Regions from separate parts of the Bos taurus genome. Here region 1 is linked to region 2. A link is a contact called in public Hi-C data. All regions are on one chromosome and are shown on one strand. Each heading gives the region's core, a stretch centred on a gene start, on an enhancer-like site or on the middle of the called end of the contact. The rest is flanking DNA. Distances are from core to core; before and after follow the strand shown.

The links. Hi-C and Micro-C count contacts between places; a contact is called where the count stands out from the background.
Region 1: a contact with region 2 is called in a Hi-C map of skeletal muscle, with 3 times the contacts expected there. The contact joins the promoter of TIPARP here to the enhancer-like site in region 2. A contact is called at or near these places in 2 of 11 Hi-C or Micro-C datasets (blastocyst and skeletal muscle).

Annotation. Positions count from the first base shown.
Region 1 is chr1:110,953,785-110,958,693 of ARS-UCD2.0, forward strand. It overlaps TIPARP (TCDD inducible poly(ADP-ribose) polymerase), which reads right to left and starts at 2,107. Exons shown (of 6, transcript NM_001206048.1): 1 at 1,918-2,107.
Region 2 is chr1:110,531,411-110,536,393 of ARS-UCD2.0, forward strand. No RefSeq gene overlaps it. Among named protein-coding and RNA genes, the nearest start is that of CCNL1, 86 kb to the left of the region's middle. Within about 2 kb of position 3,016, at least 70 of the 102 cell types and tissues checked have an H3K27ac peak or open chromatin away from gene starts, as enhancers often do. A contact at or near this core is called in skeletal muscle, where this site is marked.

The DNA.
Region 1 (4,909 bases), core at 857-3,356, 420 kb after region 2:
ACTTAAAAAGCAAAGAAAACTTTGTAAAATGATGAATGGTGTCTCCTCCACAATCTAGCATTCATTAACTAATTCTGAAAATATTTACTGAGCATTATGCCAGGTGGAAAAGGGGTGGTGATGAGCAATTAATCCTCTTCTCCCTTATCCAATAGACTGAAAGAAATCTTTGATGCAAGGGCTCATGACTTCACCAAGTATGCATCCAGGGTACAGTGCCTAGCACATGCACACAGTGGGTGCTCCATAATATTTTCTAGCTGAATTATTGAAGAAAAAGCACCAATTAAATGGCAAGTTCCGTGAGCCTTTATGAGTCAAGAAAAGCAACAAAATGAAAAAAATTGAGTCCCCAGAAAAAAGAATAAAAGATCTAATTGGAGTGATTTATAAGTCTACATGTGTAAAAAGTGCATAATAAATCAAACTCAGAAAAATTAAAAACAGTATATAACAAGGCGTTAATGTACAGGGCAAGTACAAAAGAAAAGGTAGAAAAAGGAGAGTTCAGTGTGAGCTGGCATTGTTAGGGAAAGCTTCACGAAGAAGGAGGGACTTGACATAAGACATAAATCAACTGGAAAGCAGCCAAGCCAGGCGTTATTATTCATCATTTGGTGCTCTTGCCTTAAGGCACAATTGGCACAGATTGTGGTATTCCCTCTCCACACCAAACTGGCCTGTGCCTTCCCCCCACGCGCACACACACACACACACACACACACACACACACACACACAATAACCACTCCTATCACACCCAGTCAAGGCAAAACAGACACGAAACCCAGTTTATTTATACGAGGGCACACACACGCCACAACTTTTCCTATTTTTGCCCTCTGTCAAACTCAGAAATAAAACCGAGAAAGAGGCAGAGAACTGGAGGAGTGGCTGGAGTGAGGAAGTCACTAGAACCTAGTTCCTCAATTAGTTTGCATAACAGAAAAAAAAAAAAAGATTGGAAGGACACTTCCTCCAGTCCCTCTGCCAGCGACCTACAGCTTCACCATTCACCTCACGATACCCCCGGGTGATGGCCCAGTTCTCAGGCATTCTGCACCCCACCACCGTCGGGGAAACCGCCCCGCTCCCGACTCATGACTCCGTCTGGGCTCGGATCTCGGCCGGGGGTCCGAGGGACGCCTCCTGCCGGCCGCGGCGGTTTGCGCAGCTCGGCGCCCGGGACCGCACGAACTGTGCCCGGCGACGCCGATTCGCGGCCAGATCTCTGGTGTTCCCGAGGATCCCACCCACTCCTGCTCCTATACCCCCGGGCCAGCCTCCTCCCACCCCCCAGCGACCCCCCGCCCCGGCTGCCCTCCCCTTTCCAGAAGCCACTCGCGGCGCCTCAATTTCTTTCTTTCCTTGACCGACCTTCCCGAGAAGATTGTCCTGCGAGGCTCGGAGGACCGACCTGAGCAGAGCGGAGGAAACGCAAAGGGCGTTTCTCGGGCTGGCGGGGAGGAAAGCGAGGACTTTAAAGTTAATCTGAAAACAGCTTGCAAACTTCTGGGCTGCAGCCGTAACGCGGGTCTGCCGGAAGGCTCCCCTCAGCAGCCGTGCTCTCCCCCGCGATGTGCGCCTCAGAACGCCAGGGGTCTGCCCGGCAGGAACGACCGCATAGACGCGCCCCCGAGCCTCCCTTACACAGTGGGAAATGGGGAGCCGCCGGCGCCCTCGACTAAACCCAGTGTCTTACTCCAATTTATACACCTGCTAGAGACCCGAAGTGACTAAAAGTGTAAATCAATGCCATCCTGATATTGACTGGATCCAAGTGAATTCGGTACAAAAAGGTAGTCTAAACACCAATCACCCCAGATCTGTGAAAGCAGGCAGCAAGGCCGGCACCCCCTTCCGTGACCACCATCCCAGCGAGGGTCCCTCGTCGGCCCCTCAGAACCGAGTCCTTTACCTGAAACGGGTTGTCTGAGAGAACTAACCACAGGAGCTGAGCCGGGCGACGCCGGTTCGCAGGCAGGGTCCGCGCCAGGGGGTGGGCGCGGAGGGTGGGCTCCGGCGTCTAGGGGTCATAGGCTGGAGAAGCGGCGAGCGGCACTCGGGCCATTCTGCCGCGGGGAGCGCAGAAAGCCGCGACTGCACTCCCGAAGCAGCTCGCTCGCCTGTCACCTCGAGCTCTGCTTTAAAGTGGCTTCCGGTCGCCTCCTCTCAGCAGCCCCGGCGCGGAGGCGGAGCCTGAGCAGCAGCGGGGTGGGGTGGGGTGGGGTGAGGGGACTGGGAGCTCAGTGGGTGCCGGGAAGGCGGCCCGCCCCACGTGCGCGTGCGCGCTCACTCGCGAGGAGGCGCGCGAGAGGTGTGCGTGCGGGGCCGCGTGCTCCCTGGAGGAGGCGTGTCCTTTCGCCGCCTGCTCTGTCCTGGAGGGTCCGCGTCTACATGCATCTAGGGTCGAGCAGCTGTGAGGAGGGGAGGTGCGCGCCGCGGGGGTGGGGCGAGCTCCACCTGCCTGCGGACAGATGGAGGGTCACTTTGTTCGGAGGAAACCCGAGGGAGGATGTGAAACAGAACAACCCGTTTTTGTGCGGTTGGCTTTGTTTATTTGCCTCCTCACCAGAGGCCTCCTGCCGCTGAAGCCGCCGACCCCGAGATGAGGTGATCGGCTGCTATGGCTTCTGCGGCCAGACGGGGTCGCCCGCCCCGTTCCGGACGGGCGGGCGCGCACCGCACCGCACCGGGGCCAGCGCTTGCCCGACCTGGTTGCAGGCATTCCTGTTTCACGGGAAACATTCGCAGCATTGCAGAAGGGAAACTTACTTTTGGGGTGTTGAGGTGTGTGTTTTAAAGGATACAAACACCATGATGACTTGTCTTTTCATTCAACAAATATTTTTTCGAGTGCGGATTGCATGCTGAGGGCGAAGTGGAGGTTTAGACTACTGTCCTGATCAGCCCAGACACCTTCTCTGTCCTCATGGAGCTTTCGTAGCACCATGTGCTCGCCTCTCAAATATTTGCCATATATCCCGAATTTGCCATATTTTCTGGATTGTAAAACATCCTGGATGGTGAATCAACCTATTGAATATTTCTTTAGCGGTGGAGGAAGAAGCACTATTTATATAATCACTATATATGGAAAAAGTTGGGCTTCCCTTGTGGCTCAGCTGGTAAAGAATCCGCCTACAATGCGGGAGACCTGGGTTCGATCCCTGGGTTGGGAAGATCCCCTGGAGAAGGGAAAGGCTACCCACTCCAGTATTCTGGCCTGGAGAATTCCATGGACTATATAGTCCATGGGGTCGCAAAGAGTTGGACACGACTGAGCGACTTTCACTTCACTATGGAGAAAGTAGGCCCTGGTCAAAATCAAGGGAAATTAATCATGACTGTATCCCCATCAGGTGGTAGAAAAAGAACACAGTTCCCAAAGAGTTGCTCTCCTGTGACCTGAAATCTAAAGTGACTTAATTCCATAGCTTGGAGCCATTATGGGCTGAAAAAGTCAGTATTAATATAACCTTATCAAGTTTGTTAAAAAATAAGAAGGGATAATAATAAATACTACAATTCCAAGCCTTACTTAAATTGTTATAAACCAAACTGAGTGACACACCAGCAAAGAAGAGATTAAGGGTAGTATCTCCCCTAGCACCCTGGGTTTACTAGGTGGCTCAGTGGCAAAGAATCTGCCTGCCAATATAGGAGACACGAGTTCAATCCCTGGGTAAGGAAGATCTCCTGGAGAAGGAAATGGCAACCCACTCCAGTATTCTTGCCTGGGAAGTCCCATGGACAGAGGAGCCTGGCAGGCTATAGTCCATGGGGTCATAAAGAGTCAGACACGACACAGTGACAACAATATGCTCCCCCAGGGTCTTTAAGGTGAGAATGTTATGGACAGAATTCAGAAACTACTAAGTAAAAGACAAGAATTTCCAAGCTTTAAAGATTGTACTGAAGGACTTCCCAGTTAGTCCAGGGGTTTAAAATCTGCCTGCCAATGCAGGGGACGGAGAAGGAAATGGCAACCCACTCCAGTATTCTTGCCTGGAGAATCCCAGGGACAGAGGAGCCTGGTGGACTGCCATCTATGGGGTCGCACAGAGTTGGGCACAACTGAAGCGACTTAGCAGCAGCAGCAATACAGGGGACATAGATTAGATCCCTGGTGTGGAAAGATCCCACATGCAAGGGGGCAACTAAGCCTGTGTGCCACATCTACTGAACCTGGGCTCTCGAGCCCCTGAGCTGCAACTAGGAGACTGCAAGCCACAGATACTGAAGCCTGAACAGCTAGAGCTCCTGTGCTCCACAAGAAATGTCACCGCAGTGAGAAGCCTGCACACCACAATGAAGAGTAGCCCCGTTTCATTGCAACTCAACAAAGCCTGTGTGCAGCAACAAAGATTCAGTGCAGCCAAAAATGAATAAAACTTTTTTAATTGTATTGAGACAAATCTTGATCTGTGCCTACTCATATGTGGAGTTTCCTAGAATCAAGTATCTGAGTTTAAATCTGCCAGTTTACTGTTTGCTTTCTGTTTGTCTCATCTGTTCTGTGTTTTTTCCTTTCATGCCTTTTAAAGTTTTGTAAATTCTATTCTGTCTCAACAATTAGGTTACTTGTTATACATACTTTATTCTTTTAGTAGTGTTTCAGTTATTTATTGCTGTGAACAAATGACCCCAAAACTTATGACTTAAAACAACAACTCTTATTTACTTATGATTCTGGAGTCTCTGGCTAAAGAATTCATTCAGGGCATAGTGCAGATGGCTCATCTCTGCTCCGCCATATCTGGAGTCTCAGTTAGGGTGGCTCAGATGGCTGGGGCCTGGTTCAGGGAGGGTCATGTGTATGTTCTGGCTCTTGGCTGACTTCCCTGTTTTTTTTCCTACAAGAATTCTTCATGTGACTAACTTGGGCTTCCCCACAACATGGAAACTTC
Region 2 (4,983 bases), core at 1,766-4,265:
CTTCATTTTTAAAGGAGGCCAGAAAGAAACCATGAAGGCATCTTTAGAGACAAATCTGGAAGAAGGGCAAGTTGCATTTTTATCTCAGATGGCAATCTAGCCCATGAAGAGGGCTTATTGCAGGGGAGGTTGTTGGGAGATGGTATAGGTGTGGAATACATTGTAGGCCTATCTACTTCATCACCACATCCTGATAGTTGTGCTTCCTAATTAGGATCTTCCCCCTTTCTCTCCTCCGCAGTTCTTCTCCTAGTTTTGAATTTACCTGTAACAGCTTCTTCACTGGTCTCATAACATCCACTTGTGACCCTTTCCGAAATGCTCTTCTTTCCAAGCTCTTGTATCCAGAGCAATCTTTCTAAAATGCACCGTTGACCCCATTGCCTGTCCACTTAAACACTTCGGTGACTCCCTGTGCATGGCCTGGCTCGAGTCCAGCCTTGTCCTACATCCTGTACCCATCCCTCTCTGTGCTCTGTTCACACTCATGTCTTTCACGACCTTGAAGGCACAAGTACCATCCCACCACAGAGGGGCACGGACCCTCTTGCCCTAGTTAATCCTATTCCTTCAGATTTCATGTCACTCACCAATTCCTCAGAGATTTCCCTGACGTCCCTTATTAAATCAAACCCCTTATTACTTACACAATAGAAAAGGAGATGACCTTGATCAAATAACCACACGTTGCAATGTTGTGTTAATTTGTGTGATTATTTCATCAGGGTCATCTCCTTTTCTATCCCTAAGTTCCATGAAGGCAGGGACTGTGTCTATGTTTGCTGACATCGTGTTCATGGTATCCAGTATGACCCGGCAAAGAGTGGAGTGGGCATTCAGTCAGTATTTGTTGACCTGAAATGAATGAATTTTGGGTGCTATTAAGGGTACATGGAAGAAAAACAGAAATGCAGGAAGTATGAGGATTTAATGGAAGCCAACGCTAGGGCATAGCAGGATAATTTAGATGTACCAGTTTCTTTAGACTAATACAAAAGGTGCAGAAGTGCACAACGTTTATAGCTATGTGTAACTTCCCTTAGCCCAGGCCACAACCGCCTCAGGGAAAAGGAAGGATTTGGGGTCAGATCCCGGAGGTCTTCCGTTCTGGCTTCTTAACCTCTTCTACTCATGCAGCCACACCAGCTCCGCCTCCCTGGGGACTCGTGCCAGCGCTCCTTTGTAGGGAGGTGGGGAGGGCTGTGCTGGGGCCAGAATTATCACGGGGGCCCTTTCTCAGGAGCTCCACGTGTTTGTGTCACTGCAACCCCAGCGCAGATCTGGCAGAGGTCTGCGGCCGACATGCACCTCCGCACTTCTCCGCCGGGGGCGCAATGGCGCCTCCCTTTGCACCTGCAGGCGCTTCTGAGCCCTCCTCCCCTCCCCCCGCGGGGCGGGGGATTGGTCCCGCTACCCACTCCTCTCCCGTAGTTGATTCCTATCCTTCCTCGATTGTCCTCTCTCTCAGCAGTTTTGTAACAGGGAAATCATTTCCTCTTATTTGTTAATGAATCTTAAATGGAAGGGTCTAGGGCCTGCCGGTTTCATTTCTCAGTCTGTGTTTCTTCCAGGGCCTGACGGACTGGAATGTTTCAGTAAATGTTTCATCCCACAAACATTTAGTTCATCAGAGAGAGAGAAAGAGAGAGAGATGAGCACATGGGACCCTTGTCCCAGGAACGTGTCTTCTTCCAGAGTTCTTTACAGGTACCATCACCTCTGGATGAGGTATTCAGCTGTCAGGCTCTGGCTGAGAATCCATCCTAGCTATACTAGTTTTTGCCAGGAGCCAGGAATTCAGAAGAATGTTAATCTGTTTTTCTTCCAGCTTTTCTTACACAGATGACATTATTATCCTCAGCTTTTACAGTGCAAGTCTGTACACAGATCACAGGGTCCAAGAGGGCTCCTGAGTCATTTGATATAATTACCTTTTTTTTTTTTTCTTTCTAGGTCTTCCATTTCTGTGAATCAGCGATGTGGAAAACCCAGGCCTCAGAAAAATTAAGGGAGGCTTGAAGTGAGCAAAGCAGAGCAGAGTGTTGGCAGGAGCTGAGGGCTGCCACAGCGGGAAAATCAAGCAATGCGTCATCTAGGAGAACTCGTGGTGCTGTCTGCCTCCTCTCAGCTGCATCCACACCGGCTGGGACAGTCAGATCACTGTGACTTGGGCAGAGATGAAAACATGCAGCATAGCCAGGGTATTATAGAGGTGTGTGGTGTCAGGACGGCCTGTGCCAGCCTCATTTACTTTTCTGAGTCATTTGAACAAAGCAGTTGTTGGGCTAACCTTGCTGTGACGAGAATCCACAACAAATCCAAAAGCCTCTGCCCCCACCGCCTTGGCCCCGCAGCACAGCGCGGTCGTCTTTTCAGTGGCGTGAGCCTCATTACATGGCGATTGTTGGATGAACTGTCCCTTCTCTCGCCCAGAGCTCCTCCAGGCAGGAATCTTGGCCCAGTTTCTTCTATGTCTCAGAGGCCTGGCACTGGGCTCGGCATTTAGTAGGTATCTGACGAATAAATGAATGGGTATCGGGACATATGGGAGTCATAAGGGGCTCCTACAGTGGGAATGAGTTCAGTAGCGCCATTCTGTGTTAGTTGTCTGCGGTTTGCAGGACCCAAAGGAGGAGTAATTTGTCCTCTGTATAAAAAACATGTCTCATGTGGGGATTGCACAAGGGAAGGTGCTGGCCAGCTGGGTATCAAGGTGGGCAGAGGTAGAGGAAAATGGGGGAAATGACACAGGAAATGATGGTGTTCGTCCTAGGGACACTTCATAGCATCCCACGCAGAGCCCCGATTCTCCAGGAAATTGACGGAGTGCCTGGCGGAGGCCAGAGCACGGCTGGGGGAGGCCAGCTCTCAGGGAGCCGTTCCTCAGCCCCCACAAAGACCCTCAGGCGGACTCCCACGCTTTCCCACAATCGTCCACTAGGGGGCAGGCGGAGGCAGGAGAAAAGGTGAGACGGCAGTCTGTAGGCTCGGGTTGGGCTCATCAGGCAGCGGTGCACCCAGGCTCACATCCAACAACACCCTGGGCTGTGTGTATTACTCAGACAACACGGCCCGGCCTCTCTTCCTGCCTGTCGTTGTCTCTGTGATTTTATATGGTATGACCTGCGACATGAGTTACCACGAGACCATGGTAACCAAAGTACACAGCTCGGTGTAAAGGTAGATAAACAGGAAAAAAACGAATCCCTAGTTTTCCAACTTTACTCACCATTTGTGGTTTTTCTATCCCTGCCTCACCTATTATTTATTATCCTGAACAATCAAGATGTACCTGAATTCCAGGACTTTTAAAAATGAAAAGATAAATGAGGAAAATATGCCCTGGTCTCCTATCATCTAACCTTGAAGAGAGCGACTCATTTCCTCATGTGCAAGTTATCACTTCCTCTGGATATCCTGTCCAACACTCCTCTTGTGTACCAACATACCATCTCAAGGGAAAATTATGTTCATGATAATTCCCACATGCCATGAAAAGTAATTTCCTGCTAAGAAACTGCTGGTGATGGGAGTTCTTAATTGGTTTAAAATTTTCCTAATCCTTGAAGATTGAATATAAAAAATACAACTGCTCTCTTGTACAAATAATCCTTCTATACATATTATTCGGCCCACAGACCTGTGACTCAAATAAACTAGATTGAGCATAAAGGAACAAACATTTTACCAGGCCAGCTCACAGAAATGAAAGTCCTTGTGTAGAAACGAGCATTGCTTCATACAAAATCAGAGCGTTTGAAAGCTGTTTTTCTGCCTGCTGAGAAAGTCTGATTAGAACCCCATCAATGCTTGATAACATTAACAGAAAACTTTGCTTTAATGAAGTTAAAGACTCTTTAATGAATTGCGTCTTTAATTGGAATGGAAATAAACCAACCATATTACATGAGCCATTGGAAAATGGTAGTCATCCTAAAAGAAACCGTTTTCTAGTGGAATCAGAATTCTTATGCAAACCTTTTCAGGCTGCAGACGTCTTTGAATGCTACCCTTGATTTCATTCCAACAGCAATCACAGCTGAGAAATATAAAGTATGATGTCAAGTTACTTTAATGGTTTGCAAAATTCTCAAGAATTTTCTAAAACTATGCATTTTCAATGATACCATAGAGTAGTTGGTCTAAAATTGACTTTCAATTAAAAGCATAAACAAACAGGCCTGGATATATTTGGACACAGATGTTGCTGGAGGTTCCAGATTCCATTGTTTAAAGGTATTCCATAAATATGACAAAAATTGTGGAGAAGACATCCATCTGATTGGGTATTCAGGTTTACAAAGGGAAGTAATTACAGGGCCAGAGACTGGGTGTCAGACCTCATTCATCTAAATTCTCTTTCTCACATCAACCTAGCTTGACCTTGATTTTTTTTAGATGCAAGTAAAGGACATCAATGTAATTTGAATAAACCAGTGTTTTAAATTCCCTGAGGAGTCTGGAATCAGAAATGACAGACTCGATGGACATAAGCTTGAAGGAGTAACCAACTCTTAAGTAATTATGGTGGTTTTGAAAACAGTATCTTCCTTTCTTACAGAGTTAAATTCTCATTTTTCTCTCAAGGGAACATTTATTTGTCTGATTCTTTGGAAAATATCCAAATGCTGGTTTCCACCCCTCCCCTCTCCTCGCTGACATGCCCACCAGGCCCTCACTGCCTCTGCGGTGGCCTCTGTGGTCCGTGGCCATCTCTGCTGCTAAGTGACCTCCAACCTTCCTCGCCTTTCTCTGAGGGCAGGGGGCCTCTCTTCTCTTCCTGACAAAGCACTTTCAGTCAACTCTTGGATTTCTTCATGGTTGATTAAACTGTCTGTGTTTATTCAGGACCCTTCTCCTCTTTCTGTGTCCGGCTGCTGACCTTTCTGTGGGTTCACTGTAGAGGAGAAAGCTCCCAGGGCAGTCCATCTGCCTGCTTGTTTGCAGCTCTGGTAAAGATTTGGTCCTGGAAAATGTTTAGGC